Linked DNA regions of Mus musculus: all the other regions are linked to region 3. A link is a contact called in public promoter capture Hi-C data. All regions are on one chromosome and are shown on one strand. The core of a region is the stretch at or near the end of the contact, and the rest is flanking DNA. Distances in the headings are between cores, read along the strand shown. Region 1 holds the start of Ndufa13 (NADH:ubiquinone oxidoreductase subunit A13). Region 2 holds the start of Slc25a42 (solute carrier family 25, member 42). Region 3 holds the start of 1700030K09Rik (RIKEN cDNA 1700030K09 gene).

Region 1 (4,084 bases), core at 907-3,406, 2.5 Mb after region 3:
CCACGGGAGTTCCTCACAACGTACAATTATCCCCACATCTCGGCTCTTCTTTTACTTGGCTTGCACTTGCATCCTTGTTGAAGGCAAGGATGGTTGAAGCTTCTCAAAATCCCAATATCTGGTTCAAGACATGCAGAACTGGACTGCACACCTTGGAAAGTGGAGGCAGGAGAATCCAAGTTACAAGCCAGCCTAGGCTGCATAGTGAGGTATTTGATCTAACTTTGACACACAAAATCACCACCACCACCACCAACAACAAATCAAGAGATCATCAGTAGATGGGTCTGGTTTTTCCCTGTAAACTTTTCCCATAGGGAAAACAACCATCACCAAGGACTCCCGGCTTCCAGAGACCTGAGTACAATCCACACCTGTCTCTGCACAACTGACACCTATGTGGGTGTCACATCTGTAAATGCTGTTCCAGCCAACAGGCAGTCCCGCTGATCCCAATTCAAGTATCATCAGATCCTGGCGGATGACTATAGAACTTTTAGGAATTTATCCAGTTTAGGGACGTGAAGAATCAGGATTTGAATCTCCCTACTCCGGTTTTTAGGTCTAAAGGTAGAATTTCCACATACTCGCCTTTCTCTAAGTTGCCGAAAACTTCCCACCCCCTGCTCAGTGACAAGGTTCCACCGCTAACCCCAGTTGCAAGGAAGAGCGAATTTATTGCAGGTTCCAACCTGGAACTTAGCGTGCACGGCTGGCCCACGGTTTCTCTGTAGCATGGCAACCCACCGTGCAACAGCTCATTCTGCGCAGGCGCAATGCTTCTCTCTCTTCTCTTTGCGCCCCTCCCGGGGCCTTCTCGCCAGAAATCGAGGATGCGCATGCGCTCTCCAGCAATCAGTTTGTGCAGGAGGAATCAGAACCCAACAGCAGGCCTCAGAGGGCCGCCGCCGTGGGGGAAGGGGAAGGGACAGGACGCGTGCGCAGTGGCGCGCGGCGACTTCGCGGGTTTCCCGAAGCTCGCCCTTCGCGCGTGCGCCGCCCTGGCTCTGTGCCTGGTGCGGCGGGAACAGCGAGAACCCCGGCTCCTAGCCGGAGTCCCCGGCCCGCAGCCAGCCATTGCGCGCCACCTGGCCCGCCGAGGGCCGGGCAGACGGGCTGAACTGTAGCAGCTCGGCGATCAAGGATTTGCATCGTTCCGACAGTTCGAGGCCGTCAGGGTAGAGCACGCCGCGCTTCTGGCGCCGGGGTAGGCCAGCAATGTCCGAGTCGTCGAAGGGCATGCACCCGGTGACCATGACGTAGAGCACAACGCCCAGGCTCCACACGTCGTATTTCTTAGGGTCGTAGGGGATGCCCAGGAGCACCTCAGGTGACGCATACGCGGCCGAGCCGCAGTAGGTGGTGCTCAGGTCTGGGTAGCCGTGCGCCTGGCGGCCGAAACCGAAATCCGTGATCTTGACGCGGCGCTCGTCAGGGCTTAGCAGCACGTTTTCGCACTTGAGGTCGCGGTGCACCAGGTGGTGGTCGTGCAGGTAGCGCACGGCGCCCGCGATCTGCGAGAAGAGTTCGCGCGCCTGCGACCCCGGGATGCGCCCGTTGCGCTGCACTGCCTGCAGCAGGTCGGTGGCTGCTGCCTCCATCACGATGTACAGCTTCCCATTGCACACTTCGATGAACTCGAAAACGTGTACGATGTGCGGGTGCCGTACTCCCCGCAGGATGGACAGCTCTCGAGGCAGGAACTTGTTGACGAAGTCCGGAGGCGCTCGCCGGCGGTCCACCACCTTGATGGCCACCGTCCCTTTATACTTCTTGGAGGTGGCCACTTTCACCTTGGAGTAGCTGCCCTCACCTATCGTGCGGCCCAGCTTATAGCCAAGTTCGCTCAGGAGTTTGTCGCCCGACATGGTGGCGCCCGGGGCGCGCGGGGAGCAGGAGGCGGCTGCTGTCGGGGGGCGGCCGGACTCCAATCTCGGGCCTAACCCATGGTGCTTGGCACCTGCACCCCCGTGCCCCCATGTGCCCACTCCCAAGGCCCTACAGCCGCGATGACTTTTATTGCCCGGGTAACAATTTCTGCCTTGTGAAGTGACTGCGGGCGTCACTCGGCCTTGGGGCGGGGACCCTCCCTCCCCCGCCCCGCGGGCTCCCTAAACCCTTCTTAGGCTTTGTGACTCAATCGCCCTTAATGGTCAGTTCCTCGTGAGAAGTCACTGGCGAGGAGACTGCCCACTGATGTGGAACAGGACAAGTCCCTCCCTGAAGTGATGGTGCTCAGGTGGGTGGGAACCAGCCTGTTGCCTCGAGCCTGGCTACCATGGCTCACGAAAGAAAGTAGGTGAACTCCCAAGGTTTTTAGTGCAAGAAACACGCCCGAGAGAGCTCTAGATGCAGACCACAGTTACTCCCTGCCTAGGGCCAGAGGGAGGAGGGACTGACTTCCGGATCGCAGCAAGGCTAGCGTAACGCTTCCAAATTATAGGGAACCTCCTGGGTGACGGAACTTCCGCCACACTCAAAATGGTGGTCGCGCGTTGCCTCACTTCCGCTGGTGGCCGGAAGTTGCGGGTCCTGCAAGTATGGCGGCGTCGAAGGTGAAGCAGGACATGCCCCCGCCAGGGGGCTACGGCCCCATCGACTACAAGCGGAACCTGCCCCGCCGGGGACTGTCGGGTCAGTGTCTCAGTGTCGTCCTGTTCGTCGCAGACCAGGCTTTTGTTATGCGGTTAGACGAGAGAGGGCAGCCTGCGGGCTTCAGAGTGCACAGTGTGAGCGGAGGCTGAGTTGGAATCTTGGTTTTCTAGTGCAGCATCCCGGAAGCCAGAATGTTCATGTCCCCTAGTTTCCAGCTGGCTTCCACGGGCCTGGAAACTAAGCCTGCGAGAAGCACTAACCTGGAGTTTGGAGGCTTTTGTTTTGTTTTAGGCTGGCCTCAAACTCCGTAGCAGAGACTGATCTAGAACTCCTGATCTCTTGCCTTCACTTCCGAAGGCTATGCTCATAGGTATGCACCGTTATACGTATTTTTTTTTTAATGTTTTTAAATTTTTTTTTTTTTTTTTTTTTTTTTTTTTTTTTGCAGATAGGGACTTACTATATAGCCCAGGCTGGCCTCAAACTCGTGGCGACCCTGCCTTTGCCAATGGATTGCTGGGATGACAGACAGGTCCACCCAAGGCAAGATGTGTGTTGATTGTAACATAGCATAGAAGGCTAGTCTTAAACTCTAGCCTCCCTAGTGCTGGTTCCTCTTCTGGCATTCTCTGCCCACCCCCAGCCCCCACCCCCACCGGCTTTCGTGGAGCCCAGGCCAGCCTGAAATTATGAACACCCCAACTCTATGCCTTCATAGTACCAGGATGACAGGCATGTGCCCACCAGGCTGTGTTTTTAAGTTTTTAAAAGTGTTTTAAGTAACATTTAGAATTTTATTATCGATTTCAACAGGAAAAGAATATGAAGAAAGTTAAAGTCCCCACTGTCAGTGCTCAGAGTTACAGAAATACAGTAGTTAGCAACTGGGGCCCAATTGGTAGAGTGCCTGCCTAGCCTTTCAAAGCCCTAGGTCGCACCCCTGGCACTGCATAAACAGGACTTGGTGGTGCACACCCATCATCTCAGCATTTTGGATGCTGAAGCAAAACGGATTGATGGTTAGGGTCATCCTGGGCTACATAGATCAACCTGGACTACATGATCCCATCTCACCCTAGAAGAAGAGAGAGATGGGCTTAGGGACTGTAAGATGGCACAGTGGTTAAGGGCATTGATGCTCTTCCAAAGGACCTGAGTTTGCTAACTCCACCTTCTACAAATTCAGATTTTTAGATTTTAATTCATCAGACTTTAATGTGCATATTATAGAAACTGTGCCTCAACTAAGCAAACAAAATGTTCTGGTCCTGTGTGATGGCTCACCTGTGATTCTAGACATGAGAAGCAAAGATGGGTCACAACAAGTTCAAGGCTAGCCTAGGCTATGTGGAGAGTGTTTGGTTCTGGATTATATAGAGAAGAGCCTCTTGGTGAAGGGCAGCCCAGACCCTGGGCTAGATAGTTGAGAGTTGTGGGCAAGATGTGCCAGGTACAGACTGAGGGATGCTGGGAGAACCTGGAGGCCAGG
Region 2 (3,825 bases), core at 739-3,238, 2.2 Mb after region 3:
TGTTTTCTCTTTCCACCATGTGGGTTAGGATATTAAATGCAGGCCATTGTGGCTGGTGGCCAGGTCAGAGCCTTTCTGAAGGCCCAGGCTGCTTCCATCTTGGGTTTGAAGGTATCTTATAGTAAAACAAACCATGCTCATTCCTGTTTATGATTACATCTCTGTTTCTCAGGACATGGGCTATATCCCACTGTAACCTTAATTACAAATGGTTCTTTCTACTACCTGTTCCAGGAAATAAAAAACCATGTCTTAGTTTCAAAGGTTGTTATCCTGTTATGGCCACCTTGCAACAATGTCTCTGTTTCCCGTGGGTGTTATGACCAACTTGTTACCCTATGTTCTGCGTCTGTAACCCTATTTGCCTGCCAGATCCTCATTTGGAAAACCCCTACCCTGAGTTGTAAAGACCTAATCTTCTAACCCAACTAGTGGCATTCTCCTTTGAATCCCTGCAATTGGGAGGCAGAGGCAGTTAGATCACTGTGTTTTTGAGGCACGTCTAGTCTACATAGTGAGTTCCAGGACAACCCGGGCTCCATAGTGAGACACTGTCTCAAAACAAAAACAAATAAAACAAATGTATTTTCCCCACTTTCAATGTTGATTGATGTCTGGTTTTTAGGAAGAGACATCCCATGTACACAAGCTTGCTTTAATTAATTGCTTGCTTTAATTTTCTTGGCCATGATTTGGGTCGGTGGTCTTTCTCCTTGAATCTGTAGGATTAACATTTACCCATTGAGCCATCTTGCTGGCTCCTTCTGTTTCCACAAAGGGGTCAGGGAGGCAAGATTGAACCTAAGGATTGCTCTGTCCAAGGCTTGAGCAGACTGAGTAACTCAGGTCACTCCGTTCCCCACTGTCTTACTACCCTTTCTGAGGGGGTTCAGAGCTTCAATATACAAATTGAACAGCTAAAGTGCTCTGTAACCTTGGTCAAAGAGCTTGACCTCTCTGTGTTCCCTTTGACATGTGGTTGTATTTATTGTTTGGTTAATTCACCAGTTACCACAAACACAGGGATGTCATAAGATCTCGTAAAGGATAAAGCTTGGACCCAGAGACGTCACTTTCTGAAAGTCAGATCACGTCAGCAGGATTGCACTTTTGCTTCCCATGTTTTGCACATGAACTCAAGTAGCAGAGGAAGGCTGAGTGATCTGAGTTTCTGCCCTTTGTATCATCGGCAGGGGAACAGTAAAGGAGGGACGGGCTGAGAATTAACCAAGAGTGTTTCAACTGTCAAAGTCTAAATTCAGGAAAGAGTAAAGCTTCTGAGCGCCATGGGAACCTGAGGAGTCTGCGCGGAACATACTAGATCATCCAGGGCAGACAAGATAGTTATGGTCTGTACCTAGCGCGCCCACCCCTGGAAGATGCACCGCCTACAGCTTCTGCGATTGGTCCCAGGACCTGTACATCTTTAGTGTCGCAGTCAATCATCGTTGCCCTCCGGGCTACACCCTCCGATCCTCGAGCTTCGCCCTTGCCCAGCGCGCCAGCTTACTCAGAGCGCTGACCTTGCTCTTCAGCGATTGGCTAAGAGGGCTGTTTCCAGGCCCCGCCCCCTCCCTTCAGTTATTGGCCCAAAGCGTTGCTTGTTTTCTGCAGAATCCAATCCTCGCTTCTGTCTCCTTGTGCCCCGAATTCTCAGAAACCAAGAGCCGCCTTTCCTCTTAGCTCCGCCTATACCCCTTGGCAATTGGCCGGAAGCTCTGCCCATTTTCTGCGGGTTCCAATTCTTGAACGCCCCCCACCAGGCCTCTCCGCCTTGTACCCGGTGTAGAACGCTCAGAAGAACCAGGGCCGCCCCTCCATGTAGCCTCGCCCCTTCCTTTAGCGATTGGTTAAAAAGGATGCCCGTCTGTGCCATGCTTACCAATTCTTGCCGTCTCCAGCGCTGATTGGACAGGGCGTGACCAATGGCGGCAGGGCCTGGGCCCCTCCCGGCCTCGAGCTTAGGGCCCGCGCGAGGCGGGGCTGCAGCGGCTGAGGCGGCTGAGGCAGTAGCGGCAGCAGCGGCGACGCGTCCGGGCAGGTGAGCGCGACCCAAGGAGTGCAGGCGCCAAGGGGCGACGCGGGGTGGCGGGGTTCTCGCGGCCCGGGCTGGGAGGAAGCGCGGCATGGGGCCGTTTCGTTGTGACAGCAGTGTCGCGAGCGTGGAGAGGTGACAGATCCCCTCACACACCCTGTGTTTCGCGCGTCCTCGGGGTCCCCACGGCCAGGCCGAACCCTAATTTCACACCGAGCTGCCCTGAGAGTGACAACCCCTGTGAGGCCAAGGTGGCCGCTTACGCACCCAACATGCGTGCCTCGCAGACCTGATCTTCCTCAGCCCGCTGCGTGTCCTTCCTTTGGAACCCGGGTGGACGCTTCGGGTGCAAGCTTCGGGTGCCACCCGGACGCGGCTGCTACACACGTGCACCTGCGTGCCTCTCCCCGTCCCTGTCGCGCAACCATCGCTTCACTCCCAAAGCAAAGTCCACCTAACTTGTGGTTTTAAATTTTTTATTTTCGTCCCCCGTGTAGTGCGAGTGGTGGCTTGGTTTTGGAAACCGTGTTTCACTGTGTAGAGCCAGCTGGTCTGGAACTCACAGAGATCTCCCTGCCCCTGCCTCCCAAGTGCCAGGATTAAAAGTGTGGGGTACCACCTGGTCTGTTATTGCTTTAACAGGGCTTTTAAATTTATTTCTAGCATTTCATTTTATTGTATTTATTTATTGATTAGTTTTGGAGTCAAAGTCTTGCACTGTAACCCAGGTTGTCCTTGAACTTTTATAAAGAGTGCTTGAGGTCAGGTGAGATGGCTCAGCAAACTGAGTTTTTGGGAACTGCCAAAAGTTGTCCTCTGATCTCTACATGGGCTCTGTGGCACACACGTAAATACACACACACACACACACACACACACACACACCACAATATGTATATGTATATGCATATAAAATCACTTCTTGACACAGCATGATGTTATGAGTCATCTGTGCACTGAACAGGTAGAGGTAGGATCAGAAGTTCAAGGTTACCTTGGCTACACACAGTGAATTTGAGTAGCCTGGTCTGTTTAAGACCTTGTTTCACAAAAAGAAAGGAAAGAAAACTAATGAGCAAACAGTGCATAGACGGGAGTGGAGTTGGTAGAGTGCTTGTTTGAAGTTGGGGGTTCCATTCCTAGCACCAGAGAAACCAGGTGTGGGGGTACACACTTATCATCTCAGCAGGGGGATCTGGAGTTCATGTCCAGCCTGGGCTACTCAGAGGCCCTGTCTCAAAGACCAATAACAAACAAAAATCTCAGGGCTGGACAGCTTTTGAGTCATTTCTGGACTTAGAATAATCTCCTCAGCCTGATGCTCAGAGCATCCCAGTTCACCAACCAGAAGTCTGAAGCCCTCAAACGCTGCAGCAGGCTCTGCCTGGCCCCCTTGAGCCTTGTCTGTGAGCCAGCTCCTGTCAAAGGCTGCTTACTGGTGTTTCTGTCTCTTGAGTTAGTGGAGGAAGGGAGCCCCCACCATACTCCACCCCATTCCCAGGCATTTCTCCCAAGTCGTGACTGATGAATCCGGAAATGCTTAGCTGGAAGGGACAGCCCCTAGGTGGCTGCCTGAGCTTGTGTCTCCAGGCTTTGGAGGGTGTGGAGGCAGGCTGGATTGGTGGGCTGCTAAACATCTGGGGCGCTGTTGGTTGCGGTCGGACCAGGCCTTCTCCGTGACCTGCCCGAGTTCCTTGCTGCTGTTCAACAGTAAGGAAATACTTCTCAGAGTTGGGAGAGCTAATGTTTCAACTGCTTAAAGCGTCAGTGCAAAAAGGTGGGGGCCTGAA
Region 3 (3,866 bases), core at 1,283-3,782:
ACAAGCTAGGAGAAAAGGAGAGCTGTGGCTCTGGTAAATGATAGGGCCAAATGGCCAAAGTGCTGCCCTGAATTTGTATTTATGACCACAAGCTGTCACCAGTGCTGGGTAGGCTCCGACCATCAGTGTCTTTCAGCCATTTTTTTTTTTTTTTTTTTTTTTTTTTTTTTTTTTTTTTTTTTTTTTTTTTTTTTGGTTTTTCGAGACAGGGTTTCTCTGTCTAGCTCTGGCTGTCCTGGAACTCACTTTGTAGACCAGGCTGGCCTCGAACTCAGAAATCCTCCTGCCTCTGCCTCCCGAGTGCTGGGATTAAAGGCGTGCGCCACCACGCCCGGCGTTAGCCATTTTTACTCCTGTAAGTAATCCCAATAAACTGATTGGTTCTCCAATTTGTTCTTAGCTTGTTGTGCTTTCGTTTGTCACTGGTTCCCTATGTGAGGCAAGGAGATATCTCTTCACATCTCCCTGGCAATGGTGTCACACAACAGCAGCTTGTTCCCACAGGCTCGCACTCAAGTCAGCTTCTCACACAACCCAAGCCCACAAGGCATCACCAGTTCACAATCAATAAACAATCAAGACAGTTCCTCTAATGTGAGCAGTCCTTCAATTGAGACCTCAAATTAAACTAACAAGACAAAGCATTTGCTGCTCTTTCCCGAAAGGGACCTGACTTTAGTTCCCAGCACCCATTACCAGGTGTCTCACAACCCCTCTAACTCTAGCTCCAGGGGATCGATGCCCTCTTCTATATTTGCAGGCAGGTGTGCATATGTGGGGTATACACACAGAGACATATGTACGGGGGGGGGGGGTCTGAGGTATAGCTCACTAGCTAAGGAGCTGTTTGGTACAAAGCAAGCCCTAGGCTCTGTTACCAGAACCTGCCCCCCACCCCCCCAAAAAAAGTAAAATTTGAAACCAACAAAAGAATACGTTACCAAGAACACCTTTCCAAGGTTGCTCCTGCTGACACTGGAGCCAGGGAGCTCCTGGTTTCTATTTGCTTCTTTTTCTCTAGAAGATTCCATCAAGCTTCTAAGCAGTAGCATTTCCTCCTCCTCGTCACTGGCAGATTCTTTCTTTGTGGGCAGCAGAGCTTGCTTCCCTGTCCCCACTGCCAGCCCTGGGGACCTCGCTTCAGTGGGCAGCTCCTTCTTCTTCAGAAACCTGCTACCGTTACCACTCGGCCCATCGCTCTTTGACACACATGTTTTGTTCACTTGTTTCTGGAAAGTTCTGTGTGGGTACTGGGAAGAAACAGAAGCTGCACCTGTCCTCTTAGGAAGACTCTGCTCGATGGATGTGGAGTCAGACTCCACATCAGACCAAGCCATGGGCACCTGCTTCCGATTCAGGATCTTGGTTTCAATCTGGGCCAGTTTCCTAAGGGCCTCACTGGCTCTGGTCTTGGAGGAGATGGTGGGAGGCCTCAAGCCCAGACTCACCCCCCTCCCTGCCATGGCCTCCTCTTTGGGCATCAAATATTTCTCGTCCATCGTTTGGTTTCTCTTTAAGATTCTGCTCTGCCCAGGTGTCACTTGGCCAAGACTTCGGGCTTGTAAGTTTCTGATCTCTTCCATCCTCGAGCTATCTAAGAACATATCCCTTAAGTCAAAACCACTACGTGGAGGGCCAAAGGGTCTTCTTGTGGAAGCCATTCTAGGAAAATAAAGATTGTGTTTTCAGCCTTTAAAAGTACTTCACTGTATAAGTATACTTTTTGTTTTGTTTTTATTTTTTTCAAGATAAGGTTTCCCTGTATAGCTCTGGTTTTCCTGGGAGCTCCTTAGATCAGGCCTGCCTCCCAAGTGCTGTGATCAAAGGTGTATGCCACCACCACCCAGATAAAAGTATTTCTTTTAATAAGCTGTAGGGCGTGTGGGACAGGCATAAGAACTGGTAAGGTTGAGTGAGCTCAAAACCAAAGAATCGGGGCTGGTGAGATGGCTCAGTGGTTAAGAGCGCCGACTGCTCTTCTGAAGGTCCCGAGTTCAAATCCCAGCAACCACATGGTGGCTCACAACCATCCATAACGAAATCTGATGCCCTCTTCTGGAGTGTCTGAAAGACAGCTACAGTGTACTTACATATAATAAATAAATAAATCTAAAAAAAAAAAAAAAAAAAAAAAACCAAAGAATCTCAGAGAGATTTGAGGACAGGCGTCCAGATTCGTACCTATATCTGTACCTGCTCTGGAACCTGTAACCAGGATACACAACTGAGAGGACCCATATCACACAGCACCTGGAGTTCTTCTCCATGCTAATAACACTGCCTATACTCAGTTTCCTCGCTATTGTTTGCAAGCCCTAAGGGATCATGCCCCATCGCTCTCCAGATGAGGAACCTCTGGTGTGGGTATGCCGCCCGTTTTCCTGAAGCCCCTTGCCAACCCACTTGATCACTGTGAGGTCACCTGAGTAGCTGCGTTGGCTTCTTCCCGCTAGGCTTCAGCCTCAAAGTATAGGCCCCAGTGTGCGGTTGCCTCAGGAGACAGCGCCAGAGCAACTAGAGACTACATTTCCCGTCGGCCACCGCGCTCCACCCACCAATGAGCAACTCAGGTCACAATCCCGGGCGTCACGGGACCAGTAATTTCAGCGCACCCATTAGCGTCCCCAGGTCATAATCCCAAGGCATGCCGGGAGTTGTAGTTTCTGAGTTGCGCCCGTCAAGCGGTACGGACGCCTGAGAGCAGAGAGTTGAAGTCGCACGTGCAGCTATGGTCTCGGCTCGTGCATTGCTCTGGGCCATCTGTGTGCTGCGCGTGGCACTAGCCACTGTGTACTTCCAGGAGGAGTTTCTAGACGGAGGTGAAGGCGATTGCCGTGGTGGCTGGTGGCCTGTGTCCACCATCTATGATATGGACCCGTGCGCTTTGCACCACTAACCCTCCTGTCTCCCCACAGAGCGCTGGAGGAACCGCTGGGTGCAGTCCACCAATGACTCCCAGTTTGGGCACTTCAGAGTCTCATCGGGGAAGTTCTATGGGCATAAAGAGAAAGACAAAGGTTAGTGTAGAATCGGGAGCAAATAGAGTAGAGTTAGAAACCTCATGGCACCCTGACAACGCACCCACCGTTCAAGCCAGGACACTGAGGCACATGCAGGCTCTGCAATACCCTGTTTGGGTTTACATTCCTTTACGATTGACCAGAGTAGCCGGGCGGTGGTGGCGTACGCCTTTAATCCCAGCACTCAGGAGGCAGAAGCAGGTGGATTTCTGAGTTCGAAGCCAGCCTGGTCTACAGAGTGAGTTACAGGACAGCCAGGGCTACACAGAAACCCTGTCTTGGAAAAAGAAAAAAAAAAAAAAATTGACCGAAGTGTGTTTTGGTTTAGTCTTTGAGCAGTCTCATGTAGCCCTAGATGGCTCTAACTCTCAGCCTCCCAAGTGCTGGTTACTTTTTCCACATCTATGTATGTTGGAGGCAGTATGCACCTTGAGTGTGGATTGGAATGACAGTGGAGGTGCTCAGAAAGTGCTGGAATGACAACTGGAGTCAACAGGAATGACTGTGTTGGCATTTTTCAGTAGTTGCCCAAGATCATCTCACTTCATGAAAATTGGAACCATGCTGTAGCACAACCTAGAATCCTAGCACTCCAGGGTCTTCATGAGGCAGGAAAATCACAAGTTCAAGACCAGCCTAGCTATAGAGTGAGCTCTGGCCCACCCTAAGATACAGCCAGGTCTTGGCACAAAACAAAAAGAGGGGAAATCAAAATGAAAAGTGGGGCCAGCTAGATTGGCCTGTGGCCAAGCTTGGTAACCTGAGTTTGATCCCCAGAACCTACAGGGTGGAAGGAGAGAACCTATGCCCACAAGTTGTTCTCTAACCTTGGCACATGCCCCAACC

Evidence for each region. Promoter capture Hi-C pulls out the DNA fragments that hold promoters and counts their contacts.
Region 1: a promoter capture Hi-C map of cranial neural crest shows a contact between it and region 3. The contact joins the promoter of Ndufa13 here to the promoter of 1700030K09Rik in region 3. A contact is called at or near these places in 3 of 39 promoter capture datasets (cranial neural crest, hippocampal neurons and liver).
Region 2: a promoter capture Hi-C map of pre-B cells shows a contact between it and region 3, with 2.2 times the contacts expected there. The contact joins the promoter of Slc25a42 here to the promoter of 1700030K09Rik in region 3. A contact is called at or near these places in 2 of 39 promoter capture datasets (the C10 cell line and pre-B cells).

The regions. Positions count from the first base shown.
Region 1 is chr8:69,900,092-69,904,175 of GRCm38.p6, reverse strand. Ndufa13 (NADH:ubiquinone oxidoreductase subunit A13) reads left to right here and starts at 2,156. Exons shown (of 5, transcript NM_001382215.1): 1 at 2,156-2,239; 2 at 2,444-2,634. The coding sequence starts at 2,541. It overlaps Tssk6 (testis-specific serine kinase 6), which reads right to left and starts at 1,992. Exons shown (of 1, transcript NM_032004.2): 1 at 658-1,992. The coding sequence starts at 1,868. The coding sequence ends at 1,047.
Region 2 is chr8:70,210,444-70,214,268 of GRCm38.p6, reverse strand. Slc25a42 (solute carrier family 25, member 42) reads left to right here and starts at 1,988. Exons shown (of 8, transcript NM_001007570.2): 1 at 1,988-2,041.
Region 3 is chr8:72,442,546-72,446,411 of GRCm38.p6, reverse strand. It overlaps 1700030K09Rik (RIKEN cDNA 1700030K09 gene), which reads right to left and starts at 2,532. Exons shown (of 8, transcript NM_028170.2): 1 at 2,423-2,532; 2 at 942-1,662. The coding sequence starts at 1,661. Calr3 (calreticulin 3) reads left to right here and starts at 2,634. Exons shown (of 9, transcript NM_028500.3): 1 at 2,634-2,819; 2 at 2,916-3,017. The coding sequence starts at 2,729.